Regions from separate parts of the Mus musculus genome. Here region 2 is linked to region 1. A link is a contact called in public Hi-C data. All regions are on one chromosome and are shown on one strand. Each heading gives the region's core, a stretch centred on a gene start, on an enhancer-like site or on the middle of the called end of the contact. The rest is flanking DNA. Distances are from core to core; before and after follow the strand shown.

Region 1 (5,277 bases), core at 686-3,185:
ATAACATATCAACATATCTTTGGTAAAAGTCCCACTTTGCGGTCAGTGGCCACATGATAGGGGTTAATTTCATACAAAATCCAGAAGCATAGTTTATTCATGTTTATTCTCTTTGAGGTCACTCTGATTCACTTTCCAAGAGGCCCAGGTGAAGTCATATTTGTGTGATCTGCTCTTTCCCGTCATCAGTATTTGTTCACAGGAAAATTTTAATTATGTTAAGTGTGTGCGTATGCGTGTGTGTGTGTGTGTGTGTGTGTGTGTGTTTGTGTGTGTATGTGTGTGAGTGTGTGTACACATGTGTGTAAGAACCCTTGGAGGACAGAAGAGGGGGTCAGAGTCTCTGGAACTGGAGTTATAGGCAGTATATAAATTGTTAGATTATTTAAAGGCAGCTGTACAGAAGGCATAAAGTAAAAGAGAACTTGGTCTGCCATTAGGTGGGACCATGTTTATCTATGAAGAGACAGCATTGTGTCACCCATGTGTGCAGATGGCCAGAATGGCCTTGTAGAGGAAGATGGAATGCATCCCTCAGCTGGGGTTATAAGCTTCCCAGAAGAGCAGCTTGGTGTGAGAGTAACTGGGAGGGGGTGCTCTGAGTTCAGAACCTTCCACACCTGGTCTGTCTATCTTCCTGTTCTGTCATTTGATGCACAGCCTGGATGGAGTCAGTTGGGTTTCAATTGCTGCTTTACTTCTGGCATAACTACAGCAAGGGTCCCCTCCCCCCTCCCCCCTACAAGGAAACAAGGTGCTATACCACTCCACAGGCAGGTATGCTGACTAAACTCTGCTTCATTCTCTATTTTCTTCTAACTGATATGGACCGAGAGCCTTGCTCAGGTTTAGGCAGAAAGAACAGACTAAAATGTAAGAGAAGATCCACGTTAATATTTCTGGCATATCATCTGACAGTTGGCTCCCAGATACAAATTAACTGGGTGACAAGAAGTCCACGTTAGCTCTGCTTCCTCAGGCAGTGTTAGGTGTCACTTTTGCTTGTCATAGGGTTAGGGTGGACCAGAATATTTCTGAGGCACTGCAAGCATTTCATCCCCAATGGCTAACTCCTTTGGAGGGGATGCCTACTTAAAGGTGAGACACATCTGTCTCAGCTGGTTCTGTGTGTGAACATCTGTATCCACTCTGGAGACTGCAGGACATGCTCTGGTTCTGGCACCAGGCATTCTTCCAGGAGCACAAAACTCAGACTGGCAGGATGAAGACAGCCCTGGGGTTCTGTCTTGCTCAATGCCACTACAGGGCTCTGCCACCTCTCTCTGGCCTACCATCTGTCCCCTGGCTCTGTGGCTTGGAGAGCAGCCATCATTGACTTCTACATTGGCTTACAACATGCACTACAAGATCCACAGCCCAGCCTTGGAAGGAAGTCCCCAGAGATGCTGCTCAGTGCTAGCCCCAGAGCCAGAGCTGATGTCAGGATAGGAGAGTTCTGGACAGAATGTGAGAGACTTATACCATGTCTGTGCTTTTTTTGATTTCTAACACAAATTTTGTTACGGGTGCTTAATGGTTTTATCTTCCTCTTCTCTGGAGACATTCCGACATTATAAATGTAAATGGAATAGGAAAACGAACTGTTGTGTGCCTATCACACAGCTTTATTCATGACATAAGTGTCCTTGTTTTCTGCTCTTTGACATGATCACTCAAGCCATTACCCCCAACTCTTTTATTCCATGTATTTATTCTTCTCCAAAGAGCTGGTTCTACTTAGATTAATTTGAGGAAATAAACTTTTTTCACATATTTTTGTCTTTCAGAAGCCCTTGTTATTTAGCAGTGGAGTAGACTCATCATAATAGCACATGTAGTCGCTTCTGCCTGTAAGCAGCCCCTGCTAGAGGGGTGTACAGCAGAGGGACACAGACAGAATGGATTGTAGACAAACCCAGACTGCTGTTGCTTCATGACTAGACTGGTGAGAACTTTCGAATGATGTCATCAGTTTGAGTGAGCGTCCAAGAGAAGGAGGAATGGGAGGAATGTGGCTGACTCTGGGGAAAAATATATTCTTCTTGAAAAGGGGGAAATAAGCATATGCTGTTTCAAACCTTTGTCCAATGAGACAGACACACTCATACTCACAACAGAGGTGCTGGGTGGACATTGACAGCCAATGAGCAAGACAGGTGGAAATGAGTTCTCTTGGGATAATGAACTTGAGTCCCTTGGATTGTGAACAATATGTTTTTATTTGTGTTTCCCAAAAGCAGATGATAACTGTGGGTTTGCTATAAATTCCATCAATCAAGGATCTCTAGACCCCATTGTTCTATACTGTTCTTTACCCCTCCCCCACTTACATGACCTGGATCATTTGTTTATCTTAGAGCATTGCTAATCTTTCTAGGAAAATCATATATGGAATTCTTTTTTTCTTAACAGAGCATCTGTTACATTCTTTTGAGTGGTTTTATGCTATCTTCACGATACCTCATCTCTCCATTTCCATAATTAAACGCATGCCTGAGTCTCTTTCATGTCTGTATTCATTCATGTAATGCCTAGTACATGTGAGATACTAGTGAGGATGAGGGCTTGTGAACTTTTGTCCCTTGGAGGGCTGGAGTCAGCCCTGGACACAAGATGCTGCAGCACTGTGTGGCACTGGATCAGGAGAAACGTCCAGTTGTGCTTGGCATTGGGGGATGCAGGTTGAGGGCACTGAGACACCAGACCATAGTCTCCTGGAGAAGCAGTGGAAGACACAAGCCTGCCTGCCAACGAGAACCTCTGAATTGCCTTAGTTTCTTTGGCTGTGACTTAAAGCCTCAGGAGAATGTAGCGGTTGTGCTTTTGATTGTCAGTACTTGATTTTGGCTGAGACTCAGATGCTTGGTCGTCTATGAAGAGCACTTGGCCCAACAGCACAGAATACCCAAGGCTCTGATCCCAGAGCATGGGGATGCCCCTAATACCAAGGGCACCATTGTCAATGACACTGTCTATAGCCTCAATGGCTGGATGCATGTGGGGGGGGGGGTGCAGAGCTTGCCAATGTGGGTAAAATAATTCAAGGAGAGAGAAGGCAATAGTTTGTAGGCACCTGGCTAGAGATAGTAAACGGGTTTCAGGGAGGATGTAACCCTAAGAGAGGCATGCAGCTTTTGCCTCTGGGGAACAATGAAGCTTTGACTTGCTGCTTTGGAGTTGGGAGTCTTAGCAAACCTTCAAAGACATCTGTTATTCCTTCAGCATTCCGAAGACACAAAGGAGACAGCCAAGTCCAGGGTCACACAGCTGTTTTGAACCAGTGGGGCCTGTGTTCAAACCTGGTTCTCTGTAGGTTAATCCTCCCTCTCTCCCTGGCCTTAGCTGCCTCCCTTGCCTACAGAATTCGATAAGGAATGTACTCGTGTGACACCCATCCTGCCCCCGGTGGATAGGAACACACTGCCTCTGTGTTGTCATTCTGAATTGTGAGTAAAGTTGTTACTTTATAGTCAACCTTCTAATACCAGGGGCTGACAGCTCATTATTCACCCTTGAGGGTTTGCTGAGCAATTACACGGTTTATATGTTAGTGGGAACCCAAGCTGTTTCCTGAGAACTCTCTTAATTGTAGCTTTCAGAGATACGGGTGAGAGTAAGAGATAGAGTTGATAAGAAGTCGATAAGAAAAGGCAATAGGGAAGCGAAGCATTTGTTCATTGCACAGTGTGTTTCTCCTACTGCCTTCCTGTACATTTGTGAAGGACAGGAATATATCAGCCTTCAATTATGTGACAAACTTTAAAACCTCAATGTCTACTTTTTGTTTTGGCAGGACTTCAGAAGTAGGCTTTTTAACTTCATTTGGAAAGCTATGTGCTCTTAGGCTTTGAAGAAATGATGCTGATTCGAAGGCTGTAAAATCAGAAGGCAGGATATTTGCAGTTAGGACCAGCTACGAGTTCAAAGGGCTGACTCTCTTATAGAAGGAGGCATCTTCAGCCTTGGTATGTGGACCTACCATCCAAGTACTTGGGAGGCTAAAGCAGGAGGGCTGCTGTGACTTGAAAGCCATCTTGGGCTACATAGTATTTCAAAAATAAAACAAAACCACGGAAACTTTAAAAAGGAAATTCTAGGAAACTAGTATCAGTCTTATTTCATCCAGGCTCAATCTGCCGATATTTTGTTAATATATATGTTTTGTTTTTTCTTTCTTTTTCCCTCATTATGTTATAATGAAGATGTGACTTGACCTGAGCCTGAGAGTTCCTTCAAAGGAGCTGCTTTCCTGGAGTGGAAGTCTTAAGGTGAGAAGCCATTGGGAAGGAGGCCAGAAGCATCTCATTTCTTAGCTTCACCTAGACCACAACAGGAAGCAGAGGAATGACTCGGGTACTCCCGACTTCAGTTCCCTCATCTCTAAGACAATTTTAATAACACCAGGAAATGATTTTATACCTCTACCAGAAAAGAATTATCAACATATGATACTCAATTAAGCAAGCAATAGCTTTTGATTCATGGTAAGGTGCCAAGTTTAAGCAATATTTTCTTGGCCAGGATTCTTCAGGCAAGAATCTGATTTTCACAATCAATTGGGCTTAGCAGCCCATAATGACCACAATAGCTACGTGCCTGAATAAAATACAAATTCCTCTCTGGTGTGCCAGGACTCATTGTTCTCGGGAGCGAAATGTGGAGTTGTTCAGTCTCACTTTGGGGTGGGGGATGTCTCTTTCTGATCAAACACGCATTCCAATAAATAACTCAAGATTTATTTCTCCATTAAAGAGACATTCTCAGCTGCACATTAATCAACTGGATAGAAGCAGGAAGCCCCAGCAGAAGAAGCTGTTGCCTATTCAAAGTATATGTGTGTGAGACGCAGCCCTCCCCTCTCTGTAACTATTGTTAGAAATAATGAATGATGTATCACGAAATGCCTTTCATGCCAAGTGGTTCTGAGACTCTTTGCAACTGCACTCATAAACAGGCATCATTTTCCCCAGCATTGAAATGGACCACCTCTTGGAGGAGACATGGCAGGTGTTTACTGATGCATAACAGCGTTCCAAAACAAGGCAGACCTGGAAGAGAGTGGCGTTGGGGGGTGGGGGGAGACACTGATATGTGACTCAGATCACCTGAGATGTTTCTGGCACTGGGCAGGATTGTGAGGGGTTTTTGTAACCCACCAGGCCAGTTCATGGTCACCTGCTAAATTACCCAAATCACAGAGGTGAGGAGCAGTTCTCTGTGGGGAGGCTGGTTTTCCATGCACCAGCCCATAGAGGAGGCTGAGTAGCATGGGAAGGC
Region 2 (5,141 bases), core at 2,515-5,014, 570 kb after region 1:
AGGAACCTGGATTAAAATAAAAATAGGTTTCGCTTCATTACACGACTGCTTCTGTCACGTGCATTGGAAGCGAGGTGCTCACTGGAAGAACTGAATCACAGAGGGTACCTTCTAAATAGAAGGGCTTTAAAAGTTCTAATTTGATGTATTAGCTGAAAGATGCTAAAAATAAAATCAAAACTGGGCTCCTTCAGGGGAAATATTAACATATCCTGCAGCCAGCAAAAGCATTCTATGAAGTGCCATGCCAAATAGCATTAGGTTTTATTTTATTTTATAGTTTTGTATATGGATATTTTGCCTGTATGTATGTCTGTCCATCCCATTCATGCCTGATTCCAATGGATGCCAGAAGAAGGCATCGGATCCCCTAGCACTGGAGTTACAGAGCTGAGAGCCACCATGTGGGTGTCAGAACCTCTGGAAAAGCAGCCAGTGATCTTACCCACTGAGACACCTCTCCAGACCTTTAAATTTTATTTTTGAAAATATTTTTCCTTCTAAGTAAGCAGCTAGTCTGATCTAATGCTTTTTTAAAAAGCTTTCCACTGTCAAATGAGCTTGCAGCTTCCTTTTGGTACATTAATGCTTAGAAGTGACATAGCTACCTCTCTCTGATCATTCTTTCCAAGTTCCTCATCGACTCTGCAAGGAAGTTGTTATAAAGAAATAGGTACAGGTTGTAGTTTGAGATGGAACGGTGACATTTTAGCCCATACTGGCCTCGAACTCGTGATCCTCCTGCCTCTGCCTCCTTCAGCAAATCCTACCGGCATGAGCCACCACAACTGGCAAATGGTTTGAACTGGCTTTTTCTAGTCCATCTACTTAGGTTTGCCTCATTTTAACCTGGCACCATGTAATAAGAGAGCTGGGATTGCCTTTCCTATATTCATTCTTTGAACACACAGAACTATTCAATGATTAAAAACAGAAAAATTAACCTTCCTCCTTCTAGACCTCTCTCTACCACTACAGAATCTCATTGCAAAGTTACCATTGAGGCAGGGAATGCACCTGGTGGCTAAGTACCCATTGGTACTTTGGCATTTGGGCAGCTCCGAGCTCATTCTCGTCATTGTAAAATACAAACTAAGATGAAAGTACCAAACAAATCACAATACCAAAAGCCACAAAAAACCTACTACCTATATAGCAGAGGAAATGATTCTAATTTCTTTGCAGTTCTATCTATAAAGTTCCTATGTTCTTGACAGTTACAGTATGATCATGTGACCTGCCAGCTCTCGGGCTTTATGGGAAGTCATAGATGGCAAGCAGCCTGCATGCTAGCTCCTGGACCACCTAGAAGTTACATCAGGCAGGAAGAGTGGCTTTCCTAAAAATGGATTTCTTTATCTTTATTATAAAACCTCCTCTCAACACCAACCCCATGGCTGCTAAAGCCTCAACCTGTATCCATGGGTGACATATTCCCCACTAAATATCCCATGAGATTTTAGAGGTATTAACTGATCTTCAGAGCAAATAAGGACACATGAGAAGCCAATAACATAATCATTGATCATGCTGACAAGAGATTAGCATGCTTTAACTCCATAGATGGATTTTCGTTATTAATCAAGTTCTTTCTATTTTAACTGTGTTTACCCCATTTTAAACAATGTTAGCCGATAGACAGATACCCCCTCTCAACGTGCTAGGATGCTGATTTATTCCTGAAAGTCCACAGAACGTTAAATTCTCAAACTAATGGATTTGTAGCCATTCATTGTGTTTTCCCCCAGGTTTCCCACTAGAGCAAACAGACCTTTCTTACTTGCAATGTGTCCCACCTACAGCAGACTGACTCCCTGCATGCCAGACGGTTTCTCAATGCCTACAATCTTCCATGTCTTTCCTGAGCACCAGTAGCTATATTCTAGAATACATTCTGTGCTTAAGGTCTCACTGTTGTTTTATTTTTAATTTTTAATTTTTAAAACATATTTGTAACCGGTATGTAAAAACATAAAATTTACATATATTATTAGGTGTATCTATATCATGTTTCTCTCATGAAAACCTTGTATAATGTTTAATCAGGTAAATACATTTAATTCTTAAAACATGTATTTATGGTTAAAAAAATCATTCAAAAATCTTTTTCTCTGGCCTTTAGAAATGCAGCACATGACAATGACCTGCAGTCACACTCTGCTGCTCAAAGGTCTGCTTTTCTCTCTTAAGGGTGGCTTGGTTCTCATTGATCAGTCTTCTGCCACCTCTGTGTAACACAGTTTGATAATCCTTACCTGCCCTTGAATTGATTGCTACAAGATCCATGTCTAGCTAACCAACCACTCAGAGTTTCCTGGGAGGATGAATTGAAATTATCATTTTCCTCAATTGGAAGGACTGTATTAAAAACAGGAATGTGATGTTGGGGGTATTTTGTTGTTGCTGTTTCTAAGTGTTATTAATGAATCCATGCAAAAATATTCCAGATCAGTGTTTCCTAACCCTCCTCCTCTTCATCTTGGTTAACGTGGAAGTAATTGACTCCCTTTATTGTTAGGGAGGATGGATATAAATTACATAGATTATTCTTCAAATATTTTCAGTGAGATCTTAAATCCCTTTTGGAGAGAGCTCCCTCAGCAGTTACTCCATTCTTGGTCTTTTGGGGGGTTGCAGCTCCTCCCCCAGGACTTCCTGCTGGGCCATTCATTTTCATTCTCTCCTGGAGGAACCCCTCCTGGGTGCCACAGCCCGCAGCAGGGGTAGAAAGGCTTGGGGTGTTTGGCACAGCATCCCAAGTTGGAGTCGTCAGTCGTGCATAAGTAACGTGGAGAAGTATTAAATGTGCCTTTTAAGTATAGCCCTGCCTTGTCAACTTTACAAGCAAAAAAAGTCTTTAGACACTACCACACAGCGTAGGTGACACCTGCAGAATGTCAGCCATCCCTTCCTTGCCATAGGCTCACTGCAACATCGCCGTGACATTTCAAAAGGAAGAGGTAACAAGCCACGCCAAAGAAGAACACTGGGATCAGAAGCCATCCCGCTTACACACGGGGAGCTTGCAAACTCACATGCAGCACAGTAACTGTCCTCACCAGGGTATCTGGCTACGTGGAGATTGGCATTTTTTAAGGCAGTCTTATAATGCATGCAGCACACCACGCTGTCAGGAAGACTAATTGACAGAGTAATTGCTTGGAGAGTTTGAGTGATCTGAGAACTCTCTGAGGACAAGGGAGGCAAGCTTGCATCACTGCGGCTGTAACTTCTAACAGCTGAGAGAAGGAGCAGCAAGCCCAGGGCTCCAGGCATCTTTTACCAGAGAAGAGAACCAAAGCAACATTCAGAAATGGAGAACAGGCTTTCCCACTTAACAGAGCATTGGTCAAAACTCAGCCCAGGATGCTAACGCACACACACACACACACACACACACACACGCACGCACGCACGCACGCACGCGCGCGCGCGCAGCAGACGCTTAGCTCTGCTCACCATTAGGGGGGACATTTTTATGCGGACGCTGAGTTCAAGACCAGCTGGTGCCTCTCTCGCGTTTATTGGGTGGGAACGAGAACACAGGCTGGGGAGCACACGGAGGGAGCATTGGGAGTCCACAGACTTTTATCAAAGACCAGCAGTTGAGCCACTTCCTGAGCGGGCCTCAGAGACACGTGGAATGGAATTTATGTGAAAATTCTGGTGCCTTTCCCAGATGTTTCCCATGTCTAGACAGTGAGTGAACAGAGAATATCTTTACTCTTACTTAATGTAGCAAAAATCTCCCCCTGTTAACATGCCTGCCAAGACTTCCACAGAGTATGGAGTGACCTAGAGGCAATAGTCAAAGAATGACTCAAGAGGAGCAAACTAGTGCCTGCCTCCTTCTTGTGTTTTGTTTTCGCATATGAGGAAGCTTGAATGGTTCTTTTGGAACCAAGCATGTACACACACACACACACACACACACACACACACACGCACAAGGGGGTGGGGTCCTAGGGACCAGATGCTGTGGCAAATGGGTCCCTTCTCTCTTTTGAGCCCCCACTGCAGCCCTCTCCCCCCGGCACACGCGCACACTTTCTTTGTATTTACCTGTGAGAAGAGCTCTACTTCCATCTTGCGTCCTCAATCTCAATTCCAGTGGAGCTGAAAGCCGGAGTAGGAAAAGGTTTGAAGCTGTAACTCACAGAAGCCTGAAAGGAAGGGCCAAGTGAGCAGTGTAACCAGTTAACCTACTGATTGGTTTATTCTTTTTCGATTTAAGTTTATTTTAGCTGACATGGTAAACACGAATTGCACATGCTGGGGGCTGGAGAGATGACTCAGAGGTTAAGAGCTCTTGTTGATTTTGCAGAGGACCCAGGTACAGTTCTCAGCACTCACACGTGAGCTCACAACCACCATCTCCAGGGATCCGGCACCCTCTTCTGACCTCTGTAGGGACCAGGCACACAGGTGGTACACATGTATGAGTGTGGGCAAACCCCTCTCACACATAAAATAGAAATACCCAAATCTCAGAAAATACACATGCTAACGAACAAGGTGACATGTCCACCGACATATGCACTACAGAGTTGTGTTGAACAGCTCCTGTTCCTCCCTGGATATTATTTCTTCTTGGTATAGCTTATGGCATGCTTTCATGGAGGTGTTTGAAATGAGGTTTGTGGCTGCTAGGGAAAGTCGAGCAACTTTAAAGAGATGACTGCAGTCCAAGCCAATGGGGACACTATGTGGGGTTCAGCTTTTCAGGACCCTAGATCAGTGTGACATATTATCAGAGCTGAAAAGCAATGAGTAACAGGAAATCTTATTTCTGAGAACTGAAGGGTTGCCATGATTCAGAGGAAAAGGCCATGGAGCAAGACTGAGTCACTGATGTTTCCTTTTCTTCTTCTGTAGTAATGTGTGTGCGTTTGCATGTTTATGTGTACTCAAACACACACACACACACACACACACACACGCATGCATGCACACTCTCGCACATCCACACATGCACTTGTACACACACACATGTACATGCACATACAAGTGCACACACACACATACATGCACACTCTTCCGCTTGCACATGCATACATGCACTTACACACACACACACACACACACACACACACACACACACACACACACCCCACATGTGGTGTAAAGGGAAGTGTTCATGT

The links. A called contact is a pair of places that touch in the nucleus more often than the background predicts.
Region 2: a Hi-C map of adipose-derived mesenchymal stem cells shows a contact between it and region 1, with 3 times the contacts expected there. The contact joins two enhancer-like sites. A contact is called at or near these places in 9 of 484 Hi-C or Micro-C datasets (the C2C12 cell line, adipose-derived mesenchymal stem cells, embryonic stem cells and 4 more) and 2 of 115 datasets of contacts at active chromatin or transcription factors (embryonic fibroblasts and fibro-adipogenic progenitors).

The regions. Positions count from the first base shown.
Region 1 is chr14:58,504,731-58,510,007 of GRCm38.p6, forward strand. No RefSeq gene overlaps it. Among named protein-coding and RNA genes, the nearest start is that of Gm33430, 79 kb to the left of the region's middle. Within about 2 kb of position 1,936, at least 16 of the 459 cell types and tissues checked have an H3K27ac peak or open chromatin away from gene starts, as enhancers often do. A contact at or near this core is called in adipose-derived mesenchymal stem cells, where this site is marked.
Region 2 is chr14:59,072,932-59,078,072 of GRCm38.p6, forward strand. No RefSeq gene overlaps it. Among named protein-coding and RNA genes, the nearest start is that of Gm41162, 29 kb to the left of the region's middle. Within about 2 kb of position 3,765, at least 24 of the 459 cell types and tissues checked have an H3K27ac peak or open chromatin away from gene starts, as enhancers often do. A contact at or near this core is called in adipose-derived mesenchymal stem cells, where this site is marked.